Linked DNA regions of Triticum aestivum: region 2 is linked to region 1. Evidence: chromatin contacts called from public Hi-C data. All regions are on one chromosome and are shown on one strand. Each heading gives the region's core, a stretch centred on a gene start, on an enhancer-like site or on the middle of the called end of the contact. The rest is flanking DNA. Distances are from core to core; before and after follow the strand shown.

Region 1 (3,125 bases), core at 601-3,100:
GAGACCGGGGCAGAGGAGGAGGTCCAGGCTGCAGCGGCGCCCCGGGCCTCGCCCTTCTCGGCTGCAGCGGCGCCCGCCGCCACCGCCGGCTGATCCGCGGGGGAGGCGGAGCTAGAGAACGCGGGGCGGAGGCTTGGAGATGCAGGGGGCTTGGAGAGGCGGGAGAGAGCGGGGCCGGACGCGGAGGCGAGGCGGGGCCGCCATGGCGTGCGGGGGAGGCCGGGGCAGAGGAGGAGTAGGAGGCAGCGGTGGAAGGTGGGCGACGGGGTGGGGTAGGTGGAAAGAGAGGAGAGAGAGGGGTTTGCACGTGAAAAGGTAGCGTTGGCGCCCCCAGCTCGCCCCCAGCGCGTTGGGTTTCTCATGGGAGCACCGGCCGAAACTTTCCTCAAATCCGGCGAAAATGGTGGTGTTGGGTGCATGGCTGGGGCGAGATTTTACCACCGGCGCAAAAAAAGTGGTCCTGGGGGGCTTTTGGGGGGCCTAGTGGAGATGCTCTAAGTATTGGGAACACGGACCGGTGATGTGCAAATGACACACTAAAGCAGCAAAAAGCATGAAAAAAACACCTTTTCAAGTGCTTAAGCATCCAGGCACTTAAACGCAATCGCTTAGATGAAAGACCTTAGGCGCAGCTTTTTAAACACTAAACTACTAAGGTAACTTTGACATAACATCTGCTATCAAGAAACTAATAAGACTAGTGCAGTCACTAGTATCATCTGGAACAACAGTCTTCAAAAGATCCCACTATTTCAACCTATGTTTATGTTAGGGGTAATAGCAGTCCGTTTACATGAAAAGTGCTAGAAACGCACAATTTCATAAAAGCGCATAAGGAGTGAACTTTGAATTAACAATTACACCAGCAAGCAGAATTGCTACCACATCCAAAATGTTTAAGCAGAAACCACCAATACTTAACAAGCCGTAGAGAGAAGCAAGCGCTCCAGCTCCACCTAACACCCACGCGCTGCCTTTTCTAGGCGTTTTGCAGAGAAGAGAGCAAAGTGTAAATGTTTTAATTTGACAAGGATGAATGTTTTGATCAACGATATATTTACTAAATAGAGTTTCCATACATGTCACTTTAATTTTCCTCCTCTATCACTACCAACTGTTCCTGTTGTCATGCAGGAGACAGTAGCATGCAAGAATCACTAATCCGCTAAGGTAACAGTCAGTCCTATCGTCAGAAACAAGACCCTTCAAAAGAAGAGCTACCCCTCCAGTCACAGATAATCAAGAATATCTATCTTATGATGGGTTCCCAAATAAAACAGTCACCAGATACTGACATAGACCGCAGTGAGTAGCATTGGTGATGGTATATCAACATGGGGCTGGGAGCATGACAACACCTGGTGGTGATGCGCACGGGTCTTGCCGGGAGTTGAGACGGAGGATGAGTGGTTCGCGGTTGCTGTACGCCTCCCGCAGCGCCGCCCTTTTCTTCTTCGCCACCTCCGCGACAAAAGCGCGGCTGAACAACCCAGATAGATTCAATTTCGCTCGGTTAGTTAGAATCAATTCAATTCAATTCCCCAAGATAGACATACGGGCAAGCGAACGAACAAGAGAGAGGGCGCGCTCACATCTCGGAGGGGACACCGTTGGTGACCTTGGCTGCCCTAAGTTCCTTCAGCTCCGCCTTCAATTCCTTAAGCTGCGCCCTAAGTTCCGCCGACCTGACCGGGTCTGCCGCACAACAACGGAGGCGTCAGATCCACAAGAAACTAGTAAGGACGGACGCAATGATGCTTACCCATGGCGACGGTAGCGGTTGCAGCGTCAGGGGCAAAGCGGAGGTGGAGGCTGTGCGCCAAGGCAACTTTTTTTTTTAGACAACGTGCGCGAGGGCAACTTTTTTACTGACTGCCGGCGGCGGGGAGGCTTATATGAGGCGCAGTGTGGGCTAAATGGGCCAGCTGGGCTGAAAGTGAAATCCTACCGTGTGGAGCTGCTGGAGACCAGCCTAGGACAAAGTCCAAGTTCTCAAAAAAAAAAGGGACAAAGTCCATATTACCACCCTCAACTTCTGTGAGAGTCAGTATTTCCTTCCTAAACTAGAGAACCGGATGCTTATGCCCCTCAAACTATTGAAACCGGTCGATTCACCTCCCTATGAGGTTTTCAAAGCGGTTTTGCTGACGTGGCGTCACGTCAACTGGCTTATATGACGGGGTGGGCATATAAACCGAGAACCGATCAACCGAACCGTATTAACCTGCACCGAAGCCGAACTGACCGACACCGAAATTCTCGGTACCATGCTCGGTTAGCGTTGGTGGAAAACCGAACTTTGTTCGGTGATTTCGGTAGTGGCCCTCTGTCCACCGAACTAACCGAGCACCCGAAGCCCCTCAACGCGATGAAACTGGTCACCGCCCCCCGCCTATGCCTCCTCCAAAATCAACGAAGCGCGGAAGGGATGCGTCCTTGCCGCCTCCCAAATCCCGTCTCCAAAAGTCGCGGCGTGGATGATACCTTCCTCTCCGAAGACCGCAAGTCCCGCTCGATCTGTTCCCTGCCGAAATCCCTATATATAATAGAGATTGCATCAGAGCTCTGAATCCTAGCCATAGGTGACGGCGCCGTCCGACGGAAATTGGTAGTGGAACTGCGGAAGAACAACGGCGGCTGGCTGCTGCAAGCACGGCAACCCAACTGCAGAATTCCTCACCCAACATGTGTACAGGGTACATGTTCAGTTCAATGGTGATTTGATTAGCATACTGTTCAGTTCAATGGTTACATGTGCTTTGATTAGTTTTCCTCTCTGAATCGTTGGTAATTGACATTTGCCTTGTATTCTAGATGTCTTCAACGACAGAGGAGACCATGGGGTCAAACGATGCAGCAGCAGGGTCCAATGCACGGAAAACTACTCTGAAGAAACACGCTGTTGGTTGCTTGTTCTTTCCAAGCCTGAACCTGTCTCTATCGCTCAAGTGCTGTTTGCCAGGCCTGCAAAAGAACCTTTTCCCGCCGACCAGCCCATTGGGCAGCGCTGCAGCGCCCCAGCCCATGGGCTTTCTTGGGTGTGTTCGGTCCCAACCGACACCGAACCGATTCTAACGGTGGACCGAAGACTCGGTTAGCCTAATTACCATTGACCGATCGGTGCT
Region 2 (3,400 bases), core at 175-2,674, 280 kb before region 1:
TAGAAGTTGTATTGCAACGTACTGGCTTGCTCAACAAACACCTGCGTCCTCTTGAATTATGCATCTCTCACACCGTGTAAAAGCAACCATCAATTTTAGGAGTACTAGTTCCAATAGGATCAAAACATGTGCCATATTTGTTTGTAGAAGACCATTTGAACATACACATGCAAGTCTCGCGATAAAATTCAACCAAGCAAGGAGGCATCTGTTTGGACGTTTTTTATGAAGTGGTTTTATTTCCGGCATACATCAATTGCTCTATGAACCACTTTCTGACGAAGGAGAGCATTCTTTGCAAGTATGCCACACAACATTGCCAAGATAAAATAAACATGTCAAATATAAGTATGTCTTTTCGACTAAAAGATCTTAGACATAAAACCGATAATCTCATAAGCGACTGTAATTGTTCAAATAATTTGTATACAAAATAAATATCCTTATCGGATATTTGCATTTAAAGTTCATCAACCAAATCATATAATCATGCTTATGGCAGCAAGCTTGGGTTGAGCTACTAGGGACTGCGCACTAATGATCATTTGCATTGGCGCGGATACGAAACGGACCCCGTGCAACTCGAGCCCTGGATCCATCATCTCCGGTTGACGCCGTCGACAAAGAAAAACAGACCCGCTTGTGTTCATTTCAACTTAGACTAGTCACAATGGGTAACTTAGACTAGTAACATGCATATGTTACTAGTCTATGTTACTACCTTCACAGTGGGTAGTAACATATGTACTGTGTCATGCATCACTTCATTTATTACGTTGTAGACTCATCTTTTCTTGATATTTGTGATGTTACAGTAACTAGCTATGTTACCACATGCCTTTTTTTCTTCATTAATTACATGTCACATCATCTATTTTACCTACTCCCTCCGTCTAGGTGAGTAAGCCATCTTAGATTGTGCACCGTGATCAAGGAAGAGGGGAAAACGAGAGACATTAATGTTTATTTGTTAATTAATAGCATCGCATGCAATGAACTAACCACTGCATGTCTTATTTGTAGTCTAAAGTCATTAAAAACATGCACACCCCTCATCTCTTATTGGTTGATATGTCAAGAAACAAGAAACGAGGTAGAAGTTAAGGCACCGCGCCTAAGTGTTTTAGGATTATTTGGTTTTCATAAGATGACTTACACACCTACACGGAGGGAGTAGATAAGTGTGATGTTACCATCGATATTACTCCCACTATGGGTATGTGGGTAGTCTTACCCAAATTTGAAATCCAATCCACTTGTCCTGCGCTAAAAAAGGGCTGGGATCGCTGGACCCTTGACTCGCTTTGACTAGGTCCCTCGCACAAGACGGTTACGTGACGTGATGCGACCTGACGCCGTGCTCCGCTCTCTCCCCTGCCATCGCCGCGGCCGGCTACTCTTTATAGCCCCTCCGGATCCATCCCCATCCCCATTCCAGTTCGTTCCTTCCTTGGCAGTCAGCCAGCCATGGCTCTCCGTCTTCACAACCTACCCCTACCCCTCCTCCTCCTCCTCCTCGCGCTATCCACCGCCTCCGCCACCCACTCGCCGGAGAGCGCCACCGCCTCCGCCTCCGCCCGCGCCCACCACCACCACCACCGCTCGCCGTTCGGCACGACCGCCCACTTCCACCCCGTCCCTAGCGCCGCGCCCTCCATGCACCAAAACCACCTCCACGCCGACACCCAGTCCCTGCTCGCCACCGGCGACGTCGACCCCGTCCTCGCCGACGCGCAGGCCACGGACGCGGCGGAGGCCCGTCCCGCTCCGCTCGTGCCGCCCCAGGCCGAAGCGGCATCACCGCCTCCCACGCTCGTCCTCCCGGTGCCGGATCTCGCGGAGGCGACGCCGCGGCCGCAGGAGGAGGGGTCCGCGCCGACGACGACCACCACGCCTCTTCCGCTCCCTGCCACCGTGGCGACGACCACGAGCCCGCCTCCGCCTCCCGCCGTGTCCGACGCCGAGCAGGGGCTGCAGCAGCTCTCCAGGGTGCTCACCTCGCTGGGGTACAACGAGATGGCGTCGGAGGCGCCGCTCCTCGCCCACGCGCCGCCGCTCGCGAGGTGGCCCGGGGCCATCACCGTCTTCGCCGCCCCCGACGCCTTCCTCCAGGCCGCCTGCCCCATGTGCTCGCGCCGCCACCTCCTCGAGCAGCACATCGCCATGGGCTACTACCCCTACTCCGAGCTCGCCGCCGCAGCCACCATGAAGATCCCCTCCGCCTCCGTCGGCTTCTGCATCAAGGTCGCCACCGAGCGGGGCCCCTTCGGCATCCACTACGCCAGGATCTACGCCGACGGCGTCGAGGTGTCCCACCCCGAGCTCTACAACGACGGCCGCTACGTCGTCCACGGCCTCCACGGCTTCCTGCGCCCGCTCACGCACTCCTGCTTCGACGGCCAGCACCACCATCACCTCACCGGCCGCTCCGCCGCAGCCTCCGCGGCCACCGCTGCCTCCGTGGTGCGCATCATGATCCGCGACGCCATGGCGCGACTCCGCGACGGGGGCTACGGCTTCATGGCGCTGGCCATGCGCGTCAAGTTCGCCGAGCTCGAGAAGTTGGCCAACCTGACGCTCTTCGCGCTCGACGACCCGGCCATCTTCGTCGGCGGAGGCCACGACTACGTCTCGGCGGTGCGCTTCCACATCGTCCCCAACCACCGCCTCACGCGCGCAGACCTCCAGCGCCTCCGCCCCGGCACGGTCCTCCCCACGCTGGCCGGCGAGGGGCAGAGCCTCGTCGTCACCCACTACGCCACCGGCTCCGCCTCCTCCAACGACGACGTCCGCATCAACTACATACCCATCAAGGAGCCCGACGTGGTGGTCAACTCGCGCATCGCCGTCCACGGCGTCTACGTGCCGTTCCCTCGCCTCCACCTCGCCGACCTCGCCGTCGCGTCCGCCACCGACCAGACGAACGGCACCTGCGGCGTCGGGGAGCCCTTCGGCGACTGCGCCTCCTCAGCGATCACCTCTCCCGGCGAGTGATGCGATGCGTACGTCTCGTCTCGATCGTTTTGCGTAGTGGAGTAGTGGTTCGGATTTGGGCAGTCGTTTAGTTCAATAGAGGTTCAGATAAGAGATGAGTACTTCTGATTGCACGACTTGAATCAATTTTGGTGCGAATTTGATTCATCTTCTCGTTGCTCTGTTCCGACTGTTTGCTCAACTTCTGTTCTTGCTTGTGCTAATTTTGTTCCTGCATGCATCAGTTACAGTTTATACGGCTCAATTCACTTCGAATTTTTACTCTGAATCATCCTATGCATGCATACATACAAGGAATGTTGTTCAGTTGTTAGGATTCTGATTGAAAAGCGTGCGTGTTTGTTGATCAGGCACAGGATCCGATGCCACAAACTTACTGCAATGATTGTTTCGTTCTTCTTCTGTT

Evidence for each region. Hi-C and Micro-C count contacts between places; a contact is called where the count stands out from the background.
Region 2: a Hi-C map of leaf shows a contact between it and region 1, with 5 times the contacts expected there. The contact joins the promoter of LOC123110344 here to the promoter of LOC123115634 in region 1. A contact is called at or near these places in 2 of 5 Hi-C or Micro-C datasets (both in leaf).

The regions. Positions count from the first base shown.
Region 1 is chr5B:51,703,522-51,706,646 of IWGSC CS RefSeq v2.1, reverse strand. It overlaps LOC123115634 (60S ribosomal protein L35-3), which reads right to left and starts at 1,850. Exons shown (of 4, transcript XM_044536749.1): 1 at 1,763-1,850; 2 at 1,593-1,695; 3 at 1,359-1,480. The coding sequence starts at 1,766.
Region 2 is chr5B:51,981,491-51,984,890 of IWGSC CS RefSeq v2.1, reverse strand. LOC123110344 reads left to right here and starts at 1,424. Exons shown (of 1, transcript XM_044530841.1): 1 at 1,424-3,265. The coding sequence starts at 1,468. The coding sequence ends at 2,994.